Regions from separate parts of the Mus musculus genome. Here region 2 is linked to region 1. The links are chromatin contacts, called in public HiChIP or PLAC-seq maps. All regions are on one chromosome and are shown on one strand. The core of a region is the stretch at or near the end of the contact, and the rest is flanking DNA. Distances in the headings are between cores, read along the strand shown. Region 1 holds the start of Adipor1 (adiponectin receptor 1). Region 2 overlaps Kdm5b (lysine (K)-specific demethylase 5B).

What was found. HiChIP or PLAC-seq counts read pairs in DNA pulled down with a chosen protein or histone mark.
Region 2: a contact with region 1 is called in an H3K27ac HiChIP or PLAC-seq map of the HPC-7 cell line, with 7 times the contacts expected there. The contact joins the enhancer-like site here to the promoter of Adipor1 in region 1. A contact is called at or near these places in 4 of 39 promoter capture datasets (the 3T3-L1 cell line, the HPC-7 cell line, HPC-7-derived erythroid cells and 2 more), 5 of 484 Hi-C or Micro-C datasets (embryonic stem cells, epiblasts, granulocyte-monocyte progenitors and 1 more), 19 of 115 datasets of contacts at active chromatin or transcription factors (the 230-238 cell line, DN3 thymocytes, the HPC-7 cell line and 12 more) and 2 of 9 other capture datasets (adipose tissue and pancreatic islet).

Annotation. Positions count from the first base shown.
Region 1 is chr1:134,413,088-134,418,003 of GRCm38.p6, reverse strand. Adipor1 (adiponectin receptor 1) reads right to left here and starts at 2,626. Exons shown (of 8, transcript NM_028320.4): 1 at 2,419-2,626.
Region 2 is chr1:134,604,026-134,608,941 of GRCm38.p6, reverse strand. It overlaps Kdm5b (lysine (K)-specific demethylase 5B), which reads right to left. Exons shown (of 27, transcript NM_152895.2): 11 at 4,319-4,500; 12 at 3,067-3,229; 13 at 1,135-1,254; 14 at 1-77. Among named protein-coding and RNA genes, the nearest start is that of Kdm5b, 46 kb to the right of the region's middle. Within about 2 kb of position 2,356, at least 5 of the 459 cell types and tissues checked have an H3K27ac peak or open chromatin away from gene starts, as enhancers often do. A contact at or near this core is called in the HPC-7 cell line, where this site is marked.

The DNA of each region.
Region 1 (4,916 bases), core at 1,377-3,876:
ACAAGTTTGATGAATACCAGTACCAAACAAGAGAAACTCCATGTTACTTAACACAGTGTCAAGCAGACAAGCAGGATAACCTAGCCGGGTGTGTCTGAGCTTCAGCCTGGATTTCCTTCCTACAGAAACAGGGAGAATGCAACTGCCTCCAGCAGGGTAAATTCTGTCCTTTAATCTGAGAGCATCTATTGAGTACTATACAATGCACAGTTCTGGCTATTGCTTCAGGGAGAAGGCAGAGTAAGGAGCTTGGACAGGTTGGTGAGGTCCTTTAAGAAGGGTTGCTAAGCCAGGTGGCGGCCGGTGGTGGTAGTGGTACACACCTTTGATTCTAGCATTTGGAAGGTGGAGGCAGGCAAATCTGAGCTCCAGACCAGCCTGATTTACAGAATTTCAGGACAGCTAGGCCTACGAAGATAAATTCTGTCTAGAAACAAAACAAAACAAAACAAAAACAAAAACAAAAAAACAAAGCAGCAACCAAAAGGGGGTTGCTGAGGGCTGGAGCATGGCCGAATGGCTAAAAGCACTGGCTGCTTTTCCAGAGGGCCTTGCTTTATATCTAGCATTCACATAGGTTCAGTTTTGAACCCATCTTCTGTGGGCAACAGGCATTAACATATGGCCCAAACAGCTGTACACATTTTTAAAATATCTTAAGGGTGTTTATTGAAAATTTTCTTTTATTTTTCCTCCTTTTCCTCTTTTTGTTGTTGTTGTTTTGAGATAGGATTTCTTTTTGTAGCCCTGGCTGTCCCGGAACTCAATCTGTAGACCAGGCTGGCCTCGAACTCAGGGATCCACCTGTCTCTGCCCCCAAGTGCTGGGATAACGATTAAAAGTACGCGTCCCTTCCACCTAGGTGATAATTTGTTTTCTGATAGCATCATTATGAAGCTAAGAGCTAACAGGTGCTGGAGGAACTGAGAAGAAAAACTTCACTTTAGTAGAGATGATCAAAACTTCGTAGATCTTAAGATTTGATAGGCATGGACATCTGAGGCAGGGCATTCCAGGGGTACAGTTGTGTAAACAGCGGTTTACATGGTAGCATGGCTACCCAGAGCATCGAATAATGCACTTTCCATCAGGAAGCTTAAGAAAATGAGGTCACTCTGAAGTGACACAACTTAGCCTACCATTCATTTTAAGGTGCTGACCGCTCCCCTCCTCCTGCCGTGAGGGGGGGGGGGTGGAGTGAGGGGAGGGAGGCGCAGAGGCTATGAAATTAAGGCTGCTTCCTTAATTTATCTTTCACACGGGTAAAGCCACTCATTTACTTCTTTCTCAAAAATCTTGTCGTTTCTGGGCTACTGTGAACACCCCAGCGGAGATTACCCTGCGGGAGTAGGTGCAGTGTTTGAAGGCCCACACCAATGTCTAATACTTCACTAATAACACCAGCTTTTGAAGACTGACTTCTCAAAGACCTTTCACAAAAAATGGACACAAAAACTACTTCTGTAATAAAGAAATGCAGTGGCTGCAGGCCGGGAACCCTGACATTGCAATCCACTTAGCGCCATCCTATCTGACTGAGTTCCTGGCAGTGGACTGATGCTATAAACTCTCAGGAACTGCGACTGCACCATCACAGCCTGCCCTGCATTATCAAAAGGAAAAAAAAAAAAAGCAGTGAGCACATCCCAACATGGCTTTGGTTCTGCAAAGAACCACCTATTGCCATCTTCGTTTGATTTACCACACAACTTAACTGCTGGGTTTTCTGGTCTGTCTGCTAAAGACCCGAGGGAAATAATCAGATTATTATTATAGAAGATCCCATGGTCTCTTAGTGCTCCGCTGACATCTGAAACTATGTAAACTGAAATTTGTCCAGCTTCTTCAACTACGAACCGCCAGAAACTGACGGCGAGCCACTTTATTTTCTTAAAAGCAAGTGCGAGACTCAAATTCTCAAACAAACCAGCATCCATCAACCCTAGATTTCTGAGATGAAATCTGGCCCTTCCCAACACTTCGGCATCTTGTTTACATTCTAGTTGAGTAGTACCTTAGGCCTGTCGAGTCTCCATCAACTTCCCGACCGACCCTATCCAGGAGGGAGCCCCGTCACGTTTGACCTGCGGATCGCGGTGGTGGCCTTAGGGTTCCCGGCCACCCAGGGCCGGTGTTCCCGCACCCAACTCGCAGGCTCAACTCCGGGGGTCGCCAGCAGGGCTGGAACGCGGCCGTCTACCGCGCGGCTGCGGAGACAGCACTCGCGGACTGCCGGGCCCCGACGGCGGCGAGCAGCCCCCCGAACGGAGGCGGTGCGCGGTGGGAGGGGCCGGAAATGTTTACGGAGGACCTTTCGGAGGGCCGGGCGGTGAGCGACGATCCAGGGGCGGGCCACTCCCGTGCTGTCCCCTCCAGAGCCTGCAGGGCCCGCGCCCCGCCCACCCCCGGGACACTTACGGCCTGGCTGGCTGCCTCTGCTGGGGGCCGCGGGCCCGGGCGCTACATCCCGCGGCACTGGAGGCGGCCTGCGGCCGAGGGGCGCCCGATCCTCAGCGCCCTGCCCGCGCCGGAAGGGCCGCGCGACCGCACGGCGTCACCTCCGCAGCCGCGTCACCTTCCCGGCGCTACCTCACCCGCTCCGATCCAGGCATTCCTGCGCGTGCCAATCATCAGGGCGCGCTCAGGCTCGCCCCGCCCCGCCCCTGATCTGACCAATCGCTGGCTCTGGCTGTCCCAGCTTGGCCCTACACTGGCGGACTGCAAAAGCCTCTTCTCCCGGCCTACGACGGGCGCGTGTAGGGGAGTAGGGAGCTGGGAGTAGGGAGCTGGGAAGGCAATCTTAGTTTCCCACCCCACGGCCTCGCTTTTCAGCTCCGAAACACTTTTTTTTTCCTTCTCTTAGTACTGGGAATTGTACCTCTAGGCAAGCCACTATATCTCTAGTACAGAAACACTTTTTCCCCCCTTTTTCCAAGACACGGATTCTCCGTGTAGCCCTGGCTGTCCCGAATTCGCCCTGTAGATTCGCCTCCCTAGTGGCAGGATTAAACAACGCCAACCCACACTTTTATTTTTGTTTGAGAAAGGGTTTAATTGTGCAACCCAGGTGAGCCTTGTACTCGAGGCCATCCTATCTCAGCCTTTCAAATGCTAGGATTTCAAATGTGGGCTACCATACAGCTCCGAAACTATTTCTATATCCATTTTCCAAATCCCTCCCTCTCTTCTTCTGGTATGCTATGTATGGAACGACTACCATGAATCTATTCACTCAACTGATTTAACTTTTGGTTCCTGTTATTTATCAGAAAGGGAGAAGTTATTTCAAACAAGCCTAGCTTGACAATTTTCTGTGCCAGTCCATGTTCCCATGTGACCCAGAGGGCACATCTTAGAAGACAATATAGTGTGCTTCTCTGCCGGAACTGAACCACACAATATAGTATTTTGGGAGTGTTCATTTTCTTATACTCCAAAAAACGATGCACAGCTGTTACTGCTCTAAATGCAAGAAAAGGTGACCAAATGCTAGATGGATGCCCCAGGAGAGTGAAGTCAACTTTGTTCTGGTTAAAAGCATAGACTCTGGGTTCTTGTAGATCCAGTTTCCTTCCCAAGCCAGCCGATCTTTACACATTACTGAGTCCTTCCAAATCACTACTTAACCTTGAAAACGAAGGGAAATGATGCTACTTTCAGGTCTGTCAGGACTAAGGACATTTCAGGTGCTACTTTCAGGTCTGTCAGGACTAAGGCAGTGTCTGCATGATGCCTGGCAAATGGATAGAGTTTCATAACAACTAGCTATTGTTAATATATTACCTGGGGCTGGAGAGATGGCTCAGCAGTTAAGAACACCCACTGTTCTTCCAGAGGTCCAGAGTTCAATTCCCAGCCACCCACATGGTGGCTCATAACCATCTTAATTGGATCTAATGCCCTCTTCTGGTGTGTCTGAAGAGAGCAATGGTATACTCATATACATAAAATAAATAAATAAATCTTTAAAAAAAACAGTTGACTAGAAACCTATATTTTAATAAAAATAATAATAATAAATTACCTGCTGTACAAAACAAAATCTGGAAACTTTATTTTTCTTCAAGACAGGGTTTCTCTGCGTAGCCCTGGCTGTCCTGGAACTCACTTTGTAGACCAGGCTGGCCTCAAACTCAGAAATCTGCCTGCTTCTGCCTCCTGCTAGGATTAAAGGTGTGTGCCACCACGCCCGGCTGCTCCCCCTTTAAGTGTTAAATTATTTGTTTTTAAAAATCTTTTGTTTTTTTCAAGATAGTTTCTCTGGGTAGAGCTTGCAGGCCAGGCTGCCCTCACACTAATGGAGATCTGGCAGGGGAGCCCCACCACCGCCCACAGCATGGCCCTTTGCAAGCTGGCTTTAAGCTTCTTCCATCGGGCCTCATCTTCTTCCATCTTTCTTTGGTATTCTGGACCTTAGTAAATTTCTCCTACTTCTCATTCCTCTGGCTTTTGCATCCTGATCCTTCTGTGAACTGCTCTTCCCTCACCTGTTTCCAAAAGATCCAAGCAGTTTCCAATGCTCAGCTCTTGGTTTGTTTTGGCTTTGGCTACAGATAATCCTAAATTCAGCTTCTGGCTCTGCCAACCACTGACCAGCTGCATTTCTTCTCACAAATCCTTAATCTTCAACTCACAGGATTAGCATAAGGATTATATTGTGCAATATAGGCAAAATCCTTCAAATGGTACCGGGTACATGTCTGCTAACAAGATGTAAATTCTTCCTCTTTCTCCATCCCCTCCTATTAGGGCCCTAGTGTCCTAGAACCCCAGCTCTGCAGTGGTGTTGATCACTCAGTGCTGTGATCTTAGATTGAAGGAGTTCGAGAGAGAAAGTCTGTCACCAGCTCTCCTTTGTCACAGCTGCAACCTCGGAAAACACGCTTGCTCACATGATAGTTCCTTAGTAAATGTTT
Region 2 (4,916 bases), core at 1,107-3,606, 190 kb before region 1:
ATCATTTCATCGTGGGAAAAGACACAATAACGGTGCAGCAAGCGATAATGCTCCACACACTGGCGGCCCAATGGCAGCTGTACACAGGGCACAAGAAAATGACATAGTCTTTTTTAATTTCTAAAGACTTCTGACTTACAATATCATATTACCAAATAATACAATATAGGTCAAAACACCTATCACTTATCAACCCTAAATTAGACTCAGATTCCCAGAGCCCTGGGTCTATTGTTGTGCTCTAAAGGTCTATCACATTAGGTAACTTATTTGAAAACTGGTTTAGGAAAAAGATATATTGATAATGAGTTACCGAGTAATGTGGAGTTTAACTGGTAATGTTAGTACTATTCCTCAAACAACAGTGCTAACCTGAAACCCTACCAAGTTTTAAGGCTGGAATATTTGTTACTAGTTTGCAAGCTTTAATAAGCTTCAGCCTTGGGCTGGAAAGATGGCTTAACGGTTAAGGACACTTGACTATTCTTTGCTGAAGGTCCTGAGTTCAAATCCCAGCAACCAATCTGTAAAGGGATTGACACCTTCTTCTGGTGTGTCTGAAGACAGCTACAGAGTACTTACATATAATAAATAAATATTTTTTTAAAAAAATCTTTAGCCATTTTAAAAGACACTTCAGGAAGACTCTTGCTACAAATTAGGTTTCCCAAAACCTGCTGAAGCAGGGTGGTTTACAATAAAGAACTCAGGACTAGCCATGGCAACACTGGGGGAAAAAAAAAAAAAGGCAAAGCACTGCTCTATCCCCTAAAATTTCATTAACAATTTGTACAATTTAAAAGAAGTATCTTGAGAGAGGTGGCTCAGCACTTAAGAGCAAGTGCTGATTTTTAGAGAGATTCAAAGCATACTTCTCAGTACCTATGTCAGGCTACTCACAGCTATCTATAATTCTCTGGCCAAAGGCATGTGCATGCACATAGGCATGCACACAGTGCATGTCTGAGTTGTCACACACTGTGTTATCCAGTGTCTTATCTCACTGTAAAATGGAAAAGATTTTGCATGGAATCCAGATGAGTAGCAAGGATATGTGACAGTTTTTAAAGCATTTTATGCTATTTCCACAAAAAAATGGTAAGATTTGAGAAAGCTCAAATACATAACACATACCCAATCAACAGTGCAGAAGTTAACAGCCTCGGCAAAATTAAAACCTTGGTTGAAGCCACTGTGGTAGGCTCTTGGAAACGTAATTACAAACTCCCCAGCACACTGATTCGTTCGATAAACCTACAGAGACAGGAATGAGCAATTAAGGTTTTACAGTAACATTCTCAAAGGCAATTTAGACATAAACTATCAGATGATTTCTCTAGACAAATAGGACAGGACTACACACACACACACACACACACACACACACACACCTTATATCAAAACTGAGGGGGAAAAAATTACTGTTAGAATCATCTGGTTTCTGCCACAAGATGGAGTGGTATACCACACTAACAGAACTAAATAGCCTCTGAACTGAAGTCAGTGCTCTTACCACAAAAATAAGAAACCATCTAAGAGGCAAGAAACATCTTTTTTTACAGATACAATCAGGAATCTCCCAAGGTTCAGCCGTAAGTGAAGCAGAGACAAGAGGATCTCTTGAGTTGGAGGACAATCTAGACTTCATAGCAAGTTCCAGACCAGGAATGAAAAATCAATCCATTGATTTCCCAAAGCCCTAAATCTAGCCCCTACATTTTATTCCAATATTGACAAACTTGAAAAATCAAAGAGAAATGTTAACAATGAAGACATAGTGAATGTTTTGTTCTTTTGTCATTACTTTATGGTCCACAAATACACTCTTAATGGCCCTCCATAAAGTCCTCAGAGATTCTGTCTGAAATATCAAGATGGATGATCCCCGAGGAACAACAGCCAAATGCAGACACACACACACAACACCGTAGGTGAGTGAGGAAGGGGGGTTGAGGGGGTGGAGGACTCAGTAAGCAATGTAAAACAGCTCTGGCAACGAAGCAGCACCAGGACAAAATGTAAACCTAGTATCTCAATTCTAAGGCTCTCGGTTCAATTCCCAGCACCACCGTCAGAATGAGTCATGGGGAGCATTCCATTTTGGTTAATCACGAGATCCCACAATTCACTGTCACTTCTTTTTTTTTTTTGATGGATTTATTATTACACTATAGCTGTCTTCAGACATCCCAGAAGAGGGCATCAGATCTCATTATGGATGTTTGTGAGCCATCATGTGGTTGCTGGAATTTGAACTCAAGACCTTCAGAAGAGCAGTCAGCGCTCTTAACCACTGAGCCATCTCTCCAACCCTCACTGTCACTTCTTTATGCTGTATTGGAAATGAAATCCAGGGCCTGTTCTTATTAGATAAGCACTCACAAACATCCCTACTAAACTTCCTCTTTTAGAGCGGAAAAAGGCATAGAAGACTGACACCAAGAACTGGAAAAATGGCTCAGTCAAGAGCACTTTATAAATTTATATTTTTATATTCATAAGCTTTATAAATTTGTAATATTAAAGATTTTAAAACCTGAGCTTAGCTCTAACTGTAACTAGCTAGCCATTCTCATAGTAAATTCTCATTTCCATTTGACAGGTCACTTTTTATCTTTTGTTTACTAAACTTATAAACAAAACTTACAGGGGCTGGAGAGAACCATCATTGATGAAATCTGATGCCCTGTTCTGGTGTGTGAAGATGAAGACAGTGACAGTGTACTTACATAAAACAAGTAAATAAATCTTAAACCAAAAAAAAAAAAAAAAAACCCTTACAGAACAGAAACCATTAGTGGCCATGGCTATACAGTCTCCCACTCACTGACCGGTAGACTAAAGTGAGTGTTACTCATCTGCCGAGCAAGTCATTAGTAATGTAGGAGTTTAGAGTTTCTACGCATCTGGCCCACTGGGAGACTGCTATAAAGCACCCAGCAGCTGCTTCTGTTATCAAGTTATATTATGGGGGGGAAAACACCAAATAACTTTAAGAAGAAAAGCAGGGGTGCTAGGGAAGCTGTGCACGGTGGGTGGGGCGGCAAGAAGGTCAGCACGACATACAGGCACTTCATGAGTCATCAGAGTGTTGGGGTTCATGATGGTCACCAGCTGGTGGAGCAGGTCCGGCTGGGACACAAAGAGCTCAGGAGCGAGCTTCTTCATCACGTTTTCTAGCTGCTCAGCAGCGTAGCCTGGAACTCCATACCAGGTTTTTGGCTCACCCCTAGAAAAAGATCAGAATCCATTAATTTGTAGCATAACACACAGCAACAGTTAACTAGATCATATTCTTCTGACCTACAAACAAACGTTCAAATCAAACAAGTATCAGGACAAGCAGGAGTGGAACACTCAGTGCATTTCCCACCACTGCGAAGATGGGATTGAGGTCCTCCCAGATCCTACTCTACAAACATGGGAGAATTTAGAGTTTCTAAAAAGATAAGGAATCACATTTGACTCAGCACAGTTACTACAGCTCCCTCCCTACAGCAACCAAGAAGGCCTGCAACTTCCATCTTCTTTTTCCTTGCCCATTCTGGTGAAAAAAAAAGCTTACATCAAATACGAATAAGGCAATTATTTCTAAACAACCCTTATTCTTCAAAACACTTTAAATTGTTAACCAATTAATCAGTGCCATCTCTGTGAGGTATATAAAACATCATCTTCCTGTTACAGCTGGGTAATGCCAGGGGAAGCACAATCATGTTGACCATCCAAGTGCCAGCTCTCGTTCTTGTGGTACATTTTCTGTAGGATTCAAGTGAGTTAGGAATTTTAAAATACTTTTGCATGTGAAAGTAGAAGAAATAAGGTGAGGGTATTACAGCTGTAGGGAAAAAAAGGCTTTAGGTGAAAAGTTTAGATAATAAAGTAATAAATGTCTGCACAGATTTGAGAGGTATTCTAAGTGTTATGATGTCAAAAAATCAGCACAACAAAAGGAAACTGATAGTCCCAAGTCCATGCTCCTCCCCAAAGGGATATAGAGGTTACCATGACATCAAATGAGAATTCTGGTAGACAGCGGTGTGTGTGTGTGTGTGTGTGTGTGTGTGTGTGTGTGTGTGTGTGTGTGTAACTTGTTCATAAATACTATTCCTAGAAACATCCTATACTTGCAAAATAGTGTATGATTTCAGAGGACTATGTAGAAGTCAAGTGACCTAATCAGATAGGAAACCTAAGGTAACAGAAGCTAAAACAAATGGAACTTGAAATTCTCAGTCATGAACACATTTCTGAAAGAAAAAGTTTTCTTTCCTGCCCAGCTTAGATAGTCCTCACAGACTCCATAAAGAATTCTCACCAGTGTAGGTAGTTGATTGAATAGCTCCAGTGGTCTTCAATGTGCCAACAGAATGAAGAAAAGCACATGCCCACATACAACCAGGGGAGTTTCATGCCACATATATCAGCAGTAATATGAGCAAGGACAGACTGCTCCATCACTGGCATGTTGTTCAAATTCCAGCCACTATCCAGGTATTCCTAAAATGAGTCAGAAAAAAAAAAAAAAAAAAAAAAAAGATAAAGTTTTAGCTATATCATACTAACAGTTCAGAAACATGGTTTTGTACCTTTTTTTTTTTACTGTATTTACTTGGGGGTGGTTCATGTGGACAAGTATAAGGAGGTCAGAAGGGGGCACTAGAGACAGAAGCTGTGAGCAGTCTGGTCTAGGAAACAGCTGGGGTCCTAAGGAAGAGAATCAAGTGCTCTTAAAACTGCTGTGCCATTTCTCCAGGCCCTAGAATTCCATGTAAGTTGTCTACAGAACTCCTTCAAAATAAAATGAAGGGCTTAGCCTTCCTCTTCTAGAGCTGGGTATGAGCGAGCGTGTGGCTGTTCCGTGTGTGAGGACTGATCAAGCTGCACACGTGTATACACTTCTCTATATGGATGTA